Regions from separate parts of the Mus musculus genome. Here region 2 is linked to region 1. A link is a contact called in public HiChIP or PLAC-seq data. All regions are on one chromosome and are shown on one strand. The core of a region is the stretch at or near the end of the contact, and the rest is flanking DNA. Distances in the headings are between cores, read along the strand shown.

Region 1 (4,688 bases), core at 675-3,174:
CAAAACAGGGTCTCACATTTCCCAGGCTGACCTCAAACCCTGGTCCTTCTGCCTCTGCCTCCTCAGTGCTGGGATTGCAGGTGTGCACCACACCACACCCAGTTGATGTGATGCTGAAGATGGAACCCCAGGGCTTTATGAAAGCTCACTCAATCAGCACACTACAAACTGAGCTGCATGCCCAGCCCTCTGGAGTGGCTTTTAGCTTGCTGTCCATTTCAGATGGGATCATAACAGTGTCTTTGTTCTCTCTTGAACTTTAGACATCATCTGTAAACTCCTGTCCTCACTCCAGAGTTCTTTGCAGTCACTAAGAACCAATTCTTCATGCCCTGGTTTATGCCTCAACTCTAGTAGCGTGTCTGTGTGCCAGGCTCTCACTGGGGACAATCCAGATGTCCTCTAACCTTTAAGGAAATGCAGAAATAATCTCTTCTACTCACATGTCACACAGACCATGGCGGTGCGCACACAAAGGTCCACCATCAGCTCGAAATGCTCAGGCACTCGGGACACAATGGCCGGGATGATGATCTCAGCTGCGACATAGAACTGGAGGGCATAGGTGAAGAAGATGCCTATGGAGTACAGCAGCTTCACCGACTGGTACAACCTGCAGAGAGTGGGTGCTCTCAGGAGACTGATGGTGCACTCCGACAGCCCTGACAGAGCCCAAACCCGCCCCTGTACCCTGGAGACAGCCGGAAAGATCACCAACCCACCCGCACAGTCTTCAGACTGATAAGTCTTATGCTGGCTCTCTCTCTTCCCCCTGCCCCAATTTCTCTCTCTCTCTCTCTCTCTCTCTCTCTCTCTCTCTCTCTCTCTCTCTCTCTCTCTCTCTCTCTGAAGAGATCTCCCACTCACTCACACACACACAATGCAAATTAATTAAAAAGAAAAAGTTCTCCATAGCTTTTATGCAAGGGAAGGCTACAAAAATGAAATGTTAATTCATAGAAAACTAGCTAAATAAGTCTCAGTGCCCCTGTGTAGCTCTTCACAATGAAGACATGAGCCAGGCACAGCATAACACTAGCACTCTGGAGAGGGAGACGGGAAGAGTTCAAGGTCAGCCTCTGCTACATACTGAATTTCAGACCAGCTACAGGAGAACTACAGGAGAACTTTTTTCTAAAAACAAACAAACATACGAAAGGAAGGAAGGAAGGAAGGAAGGAAGGAAGGAAGGAAGGAAGGAAGGAAGGAAGGAAGGAAGGAAGGAAAAAAGAGAGAGAGAAAGAGAGAGAGAAAGAAAGGAAGGAAAGGAAGGAAGGAAGGAAGGAAGGAAGGAAGGAAGGAAGGAAGGAAGGAAGGAAGGAAGCAAGCCCTCTGTCCCCTACCAAACACACACTCTTACACACTCCGAATATGTAAACTGTGCCCAGGGTATGGTAAAATGTTCTCCTTATACCTTCTGTATCTGGACTCTGCCCTGTGCACAGGCCCCTCCTCATCCCAAAGGGGCTGCCTTTTACCACAGATCCCCGAGACTCCCCCAGGAGGCCACTGACATGCCGTGGGGTACTGCAACTTGCCCCTAGAGCAGGAACCCAGAGCTTTCTGACCTGACTCAGTACACAGGAAAGGCCACTCTCTTCAGCAGAATGCCACCTCATCAAGACCTGCGCATACGACAGTGAGAGACACTGACCACTCTTGGGACTGACTGAAATATCTTATTGTGTAGTTGAGCTAAACACCCAGATAAGATTCTTAAGCTGCAAGAACACTGGGGAAGCGGGGGGGCTGAGGGGGGGTCTTTTCCTGTCTCTCTTGCTAAGTACAGACAATAACTCTTTGAGGGAAAAACAAGACAAAACAAAACAAAACAAAACAAAACACCCTTCCGCTGGTGGTGCTCTGAGTTAAGCCCCTGAGACCTCCAGAGAGCTGCTAAATCTAGAGTCAGGAGACACCCAGGTAACCTCATGCACACAGGAGCGCAGCAGGGACCTGAGCTCAGCTGGACTAGGTACCAGAGGGAAGACAGCTGCTCAACGGGGTCAGACGGTGTGGGCTGGCTGTGTGGTAGCCCACTTGGCTGGAGATGCAATGAGCTTTGTCTTCCGACGCCTGCTGATTAGGGATCCTATACTACACACTGACTCCAGTGAGCCAACAGTTTTCTCAATTTGTCTTCCCCAAAGTCTCACCATTCAGAGTGCAATACAATAGCTGGATGGGAAGGGAGGCTGCTCTAGGACCCTGGGCATTAACCAGGTTCTCAGTATGGGCAAAGAGACGCTCTTTACAATGAGGTTTTGGTCTTCCAAACAGAGACTGATCAGTACATGTTCTGTGACATCCAGGCACTTCTGTGGGTCTCAAGTGATTCCCCAGAGCATGTCCACTGGGAAAGACACTTGATGAAGGACTCCCAACAGTCCAGGGTGAGACACTCCCACTTGCATGGCACACCTGTGACTGACCAGGCAGACCTCCCTCCAATCACACGAGTCTGGAATGGCTTTAGGCACACACACACTGGATACTCAGCCCTTCTGGGCTTAGTATTTCACAGGAGAAATGTCTTAACAGGTGCAAGATTCACACATAAATTCAGTACAAGCTGCTGTAAGATCACAAGCTCAGGGTAGCCAAGTGACAAGAAAAAGCCACATCGTGACCTGTCGCCTTCTGGAAGTTTCCAGTCCCTCCACATACCAGCAGTTGGGCAGGTTGAGGGTGATGCTGCCCTTGATATTAGCTCCAAATTGCAGGTACCCCAGGCTCCCCAGGCTGATGTAGAGTACAGTGATGATAGCCATCCCCAAATACAGAATCAATGGAAATTTCTGTGAGTCCTTCATTTTGTTCTCAAGGGGTAGAACCTACAAAAAAGTAGTAAGGGAAGGAGAGCATGTGAGAAAGACGTGAACACATGACAAAAATAACACTGTCAGGGGCCTGGGGAGACGGCTCTGCCACTGAGGTACTTGCTATGCACATATGAGATGCCTACAACCCACAAAAAAAGCCAGGTGTGGTGGCATGCATCTGTAAGCACAGCACCTAGCAGAGGTGGCTTGGGGTGGGAGGACTGGCTACCAATGGAACCCACTGAAACTGAAACTGAGAATTCTAGGTTCAGTGAGAGACGTCATCTCCTCCAAACACACAAGCACACATACATGCATGCACACACACACAAAAGCACATACATGCATGCACACGTGAACACATGCACACACACACAGGATCATAAAAGAAAATAGACTCTCTATTGCCAGACCACCAAGTATACTTTCCTTTAGTGCACAGTGAAATCAGCTACTCTATCAACAGCTGCACTCTCGTGCATACAAGGGGCTTCAGAGCCCACCGTTTAATCCATAGTGAGGAGAGGGTGGACTGGAATTCCCTCTGTCTTCTGTCAGCTTGTCAAGGGATGGGAGTGCCCTTCACCCTCTCAACAGTATGGCCCCCAGCAGGACTCTTGACCCCTGATCTGAGATCGCAGCCTCCAGCCAATTTTCCCAAGTGTGAACTTCCCTTCTTTAATTGTGTTTGGGGGGTGGGGGTGGGAAGAGTCTTATATACCTGGTTGGCCTCAAATTAGCTGTAGCCAGTGACAGCCTAGACACGGGATACACCCTCACCCACCTCCTGAGTGCTGTGACCATGGGCACAGGCCATGTTGGGGTTTCCCGAGCACTAAAGCAGAGTCAGTGAGGACATTGGGTGGCAGGGAGCACTCAGGTCCACAGGGAGCACTCAGGCCCAAGCCACAGTACCCTTCTTACCACTCCAATGCCTTCAAAAGCAAAAATCGCTGTGCCAAAGAACAGAGGGTAGGTCTTCCATGGAGCCACCAAGGGGAGGTGGCTGGGGTCTGGGATCCTCTGGAAAAGATGAACAAAGCCAAGGGCTATTTAGAGATTTGAGCTTTGGAGCACCAGTCAGAGCACAACTTCTCCTAAATCCAAGACTTCCAAATAAGAAGAAGCTGACAGATAAGATGGAGACAGTCGGCCTTTTTCTCTCCTTGGGTTGGGAAGTCTCTACTTGTTTTGGATAAAGATCTGCCCAATATACCATAAACCTCTCACATGCTGATGCCTGCATAAAGCTTCATGCTCTTGCACTCGGTGATAGCATCCCCAGACATTTGATATAAAAGAAACTCAAGAGATAAAAGAAACTGAGCACTTTATCAAGAGGCACATGAGAAGAATGCCGAGAAACGCTGAGGGAAGGTAGCAAAATGAATATAATTGAAGCATGAAAGTCAGAGCCTAGGGTGGGGCAGCTCGGCTGTTAGGAACACACACTGCTCTTGCAGAAGACTAAATTCCCATACTGTTACATGACTGCAGGGGGATCAGACACCCTCATGTAGTCTTCATGGCTCCTGTCCTCATGCACACATACCCACACATATATGCATAATTAATTTTAAAAATTTTACTCTTAAAAAAAGAAGAAGCATTTTAGGTTACAGGATGAGGACAAATAGGTGTCTCAAGTCCACGCAGTAACTATTCGTGAGTCACAGATGACACTAGAAACAGGAGCTACCCATGGGTCAGTGACTGACAGATCCCAGGTTCATCTATCAGTCAGATGGAGCTGTAAGTGGGAGTTTCACAGATCACAGAAACGGCTGCTCTGTGACTGAGACAGGTTAGCCGACATCCCATCCATCAAGTAAGTGACGCTGACCATGCTGGCCTGCAACTCAACCA
Region 2 (4,688 bases), core at 1,526-4,025, 200 kb before region 1:
CTCCAGGAACTTGCCATGTGGCTCAAGCTGGCCTGGAACTAGAGATACCTCCTCCATGCTGTACCTCTGCCCTCCCCCACCCCGCCAAGCACTGGATTTCAGTCACCTGGGAAGAAAAGAACATCACTTGAGGAATCACCTCCATTAGATTGGCCTGTGGGGTGTTTTCTTGATTAATGATCGATGTGGGAGGGCCTCGCTCTCTGTGTGTAGTGTCACACCTGTATAAGAAGACAGGCTAAGCAAGCCACAAGGAGCAAGTTGGTAAGCAGGATCCTCCATGGTCTCTGTTTTGGGTCCTGCCTCTAGGTTTTTGCCTTGCCATCCCTCCACGACAGATTCTTACTTGGAAGAAAAAGGTGAAATAAGTCCTTTTCTCCCAGGTTGCATTTGGCCAGTGTTCTATCACAGCGACAGAAAAACCAGAACAGTCGCCAGGCCCAGCCCCATAACCTAAATTCGTGATTAGAGAACAATCCCAGCCAAGAAAGATCACCCTGGTTACTAAGGCAGACAATGGTCCAGATTCTGAGAGGGAGTAACAGTCAATAAACGTAAGAGATAATTGTGTCTTTGTGATGGGTGCTACGAAGACAATAGCTCAGGGTAGGAGAATAGAAATGGTATGTCGGGGCTGGGGGCTGACTACCATGAGTCTTTCCAAGATTAGGAGGGTTGGAAGTTAGAGGGTACGTGGGCTACTTGTTGAAACCCTGTCTCAACATCAGCAAAGCTGGGTTGAGAAGAGGAAGGGCGACTTGTCTGTGAAGACCTAGTTAGAGTAACAGTAGAACCAAGCGGATGGGCCTTTGAGGTGTGTGGGCTGGGGCCAGGCTACACTGGGCTTTGAGGACCTGGAGAGAGAAGCTGAGTTTCTCTCTCTTGAAGAGAAACAGCTTGCCTCTGGCTAAGCCCTGGGTTACTCTGGAGGGTCTCCATCCTTACTCTCTTTGACTTTCTGTCTCCCTGGTCTCAAACATCAGTCCCAAAAGGTCAGAGGGTCTGTCCCTGTTGTGTGTCTGGATGGCCATCTCTGTCTTTGCCTCTTCTCTGTCCCCTCTAACTTCCTGCCTCTTACATAAATAAGCAGCACTTCTGGGTGTCAGGGTCAGATGCAGAGAGCACCAGAGGCTTAGATGTAGCAACCCTGTCCCTGCCCTCAAGACACTTCTCTGAGATTGGAGGTTTAACTCAATGGGAGCGTGCCTGCCTAGAAAAGGCAAGGTCCTGGGTTCGATCCTCAGCTCTGGAAAAGCAGGAGACCAATTTCCCAGCTAAGCTCATACTGTGTCACTGAGTTGTTCTCTCCAATCTCATTTATTGCTACTTTTAAGTTGTTATTACATTTTTAAATAAGTGCATGTGCATTTGTGCATAGGTGTGTGCGTATGTGTGTGCGTGTGCATGTGCGTGCATGTGTGTGTATGTGTGTGTGTGTCTCACAAGTTTTCTACTTAGGGTTGTCAAGGCCTCAATTCCTCTGCCTTTATTTATGTTGCGCTTCCAGTCTCCTGCCTCAGGCTTTCAAGTGTAGGCCACTGTAGGGTCCCCCAACAGACCACCACAGATGTAAGACTAGCTTAGTAGGAAGGGTTTTGCTTGTTTATTTGTTTGTTTGTTTGTTTGTTTTTTCAGCTTTGGGGGACACCGTCTCCTGTAGAGATGCTGGCCAGAGCAGAGCAGAGCAATTCACACCTTTACTTCTAGCACTTGGGAGGTAGAGGCAGGAGAATCAGGAAATCAAAATCATCCTGGGCTACAAAGAGAACTGAAAGCCAGATGTAGTGGCACACACCTTTGATATCAGCACTCGGGAGGCAGAGGCAGGCGGATCTCTGAGTTCGAGGCCAGCCTGGTCTACAGAGTGAGTTCCAGGACAGCCAAGGCTACACAGAGAAACCCTGTCTCGGAAAAAAAAAAAAGAGAGAGAACTGAAGACTGGCCTAGGCTACAACAGATTCTCTCTCAGAAAGTATTATTGTTATTATTGCTGTTGTTATTATTATTACTTCACAAAGAAGGAGGAGGAGGAGAAGGGGAGGAAGAGGGAAGGGGGAGGGGGAGGAGGAGAAACTACCAAATAATATATTTGGTTCCAAGGGAATTCTAGGAGAGCCTGTGTGCAGATAGGCAGTGAGTGAATGATCCAATGCTGGGAAAGCCGATGCTGTTAGGTCATATGAGATATTGGTTAGTGTCAAACAAAGAAGTCAGATTGTAATCTCCGGTGACTTTTGTATCACTGGACGGAAATCAATGGGTTAACAAGTAACTTTAGAATCGGGGCCATAATCAGTAGTGAACAACAAATTCAGCAAAGATAACCACTAAGCAAAGATAGTGCCTGAATAAGCCGGGAACCATTCTTCAGTCCAGTTTAGAGGTCACTGGATCGACCTTTGACCACTATCATGCTCTGCCTCTTTGTCTATGGTGTAGGTTAGGTCTTTCTGTCTCTCCACTTCGATGCATCTCTGCCTGTGTCTCTTCTCTTCACTTTCTGGGACTTTCACTCTGTCTCTGCCTTGATTTAACAAATTCTACTGATAGCCTCACTCAGGGGTGGACTATGCCCAGGGTCTGTAGCAGGAGCTATGGGTGAAATAAACAGGGCTCCACCCCGCTTGCTGTGGCCTCTCTGGGTTTCTCTGTAAAGCTGGAAGAAATCTAAGGGAAATTCTGAGGGCCTGGAGGAGAGGAGGGTGTGGGGACGTGGCAGTGGAAGGGAGGGCTTAGAGCCACTGCAGTGGGCAGCGGCTTGCTCCCGGCTTCAGCTAGCTGGAGCGGAGGTGATTTCACACTGAAAAAATGTCTGAATCAGGAGAATAACTCAACTGGGGATGGGGCTAGGGAGGCGGGCCCTCAGTGGGGGAGGGGAGGGGCTGGAGACAGCCTGGGACCAGATGGGATATCAGGCTAGAATCTGGCCAGCATCCAGGATCACTCACTGTTCTGGAATCTTAGGCCATGTGGCAAGCAAAAGGCCACTCCGGAGACGACGATCCAGATCTCTGAGAGTTTTGGGGCCGTGAGGTAAAGAATCTCAGAGCTCTGCCAGCGGAGACGCCCACTGAGCACTGACTGAGGGATTCAGGATGAGAGAGAGAGAGAGACAGACAGACAGACAAAAAGGAAGAAAGGCAAACATTGACTTTAAAAATCTGAAAGATGGCTGAGAGTATATCCTGGTGGAAGATCACTTGGCTAGCACGCTCAAAGCTCTGGGTTCAATCTTCAATCCTTTTATAGAAAGACATGGGGGCTGGAGAGATGGCTCAGTGGTTAAGAGCACTGACTGCTCCTCCGAAGGTCCTGAGTTCAAATTCCAGCAACCATATGGTGGCTCACAGCCATCCATAACGAGATCTGATGCCCTCTTCTGGGGTGTCTGAAGACAGCTACAGTGTACGTACATATAATAAATAAATAAATCTAAAAAAGAAAAGAAAGAAAGAAGGAAAGAAAGAGAGAGAGAGAAAGGAAGGAAGGAAGGAAGGAAGGAAGAAAGAAAGAAAGAAAGAAAGAAAGAAAGAAAGAAAGAAAGAAAGAAAGAAAGAAAGAAAAGAAAGAAAAGAAAAAGACACTTCTGAGATAAGTGTGGTGTCACAACCTTTGTCCCCAGAATTTGGGAGGCAGAGGAAGGCAGATCTCTAATGTTGAAGGTTGAAGCCAACCTTTTCTCCTTCTCCTTCTCCTTCTCCTTCTCCTTCTCCTTCTCCTTCTCCTTCTCCTTCTCCTTCTCCTTCTCCTTCTCCTTCTCCTTCTTCTTCTTCTTCTTCTTCTTCTTCTTCTTCTTCTTCTTCTTTTTCCATTTTTTTATTAGGTATTTACTTCATTTACATTTCAAATGCTATCCCGAAAGTCCCCTATACCCTCCCATCCACTGCTCCCCTACCCACCCACTCCCACTTCTTTGCCCTGGTGTTTCCCCTGTACTGGGGCATATAAAGTTTGCAAGACCAAGGGGCCTCTCTTCCCAATGATGACCAACTAGGCCATCTTCTGCTACATATGCAGCTAGAGGCACGAGCTCTGGGGGTACTGGTTAGGCCAACCTTTTTTATGTAGCAAGTTCCAGGTCAGTCAAGGCTACCTACATAGTGAAACCCTATCTAAAAGAACAGTACCTTCTAAGGGGTAAAGGCATTTCTAAAGGGTTTGATTGTTTTCAGACACCATATTGGCTGTAGACTCCCATTTACAATTAAAATAGCAAAGTGACAACCACCACTGGGGACACAAAGGAAAGACGGAGCTGGGGTTATTACCTTGGCCCTCGTTTCCTAGTGTTGACAAAGTCTGAATGAAACTGACACTCTCATCTTCAATATGAGAAAACTAAGGTCAGAGGCTGGAAGTGGCCTGCCCATGTTATTCTGACCAGTGAGGCGCTCGGGTCTCTCAGCTTCTCATCCAGCGCTCTTCCTAAAGGCTGAGAAAACAGTCAGATGGCAGAGCAAGTGAAGGTGCTTGCCACCAAGGCTGGCAACCTAAGTTTGATTCCTGGGACCTGAGTGGTAAAAAGAGAGCCAACTCACACTAGTTACCCTTGTACCTCTAAAAGAGCGCTATAGAACCCTGCCTCTAAAGAAATATAACGATAATAAATTAAAATGGTAAAAGCAAACAGAAATCAAAGACTAAGAAGGACAGGAAGGAGGAGGGACGAGTCTTGGAGTGAGAAGAAG

Evidence for each region. HiChIP or PLAC-seq counts read pairs in DNA pulled down with a chosen protein or histone mark.
Region 2: a contact with region 1 is called in an H3K27ac HiChIP or PLAC-seq map of extraembryonic endoderm stem cells. The contact joins two enhancer-like sites. A contact is called at or near these places in 1 of 39 promoter capture datasets (cranial neural crest), 1 of 484 Hi-C or Micro-C datasets (nephron progenitors), 9 of 115 datasets of contacts at active chromatin or transcription factors (the NIH/3T3 cell line, craniofacial prominence, embryonic forebrain and 6 more) and 2 of 9 other capture datasets (adipose tissue and liver).

The regions. Positions count from the first base shown.
Region 1 is chr11:55,224,112-55,228,799 of GRCm38.p6, reverse strand. It overlaps Slc36a1 (solute carrier family 36 (proton/amino acid symporter), member 1), which reads right to left. Exons shown (of 11, transcript NM_153139.4): 8 at 3,747-3,845; 9 at 2,668-2,834; 10 at 444-613. Among named protein-coding and RNA genes, the nearest start is that of Slc36a1, 22 kb to the right of the region's middle. Within about 2 kb of position 1,924, at least 2 of the 459 cell types and tissues checked have an H3K27ac peak or open chromatin away from gene starts, as enhancers often do. A contact at or near this core is called in extraembryonic endoderm stem cells, where this site is marked.
Region 2 is chr11:55,426,533-55,431,220 of GRCm38.p6, reverse strand. No RefSeq gene overlaps it. Among named protein-coding and RNA genes, the nearest start is that of Sparc, 8.8 kb to the right of the region's middle. Within about 2 kb of position 2,775, at least 180 of the 459 cell types and tissues checked have an H3K27ac peak or open chromatin away from gene starts, as enhancers often do. A contact at or near this core is called in extraembryonic endoderm stem cells, where this site is marked.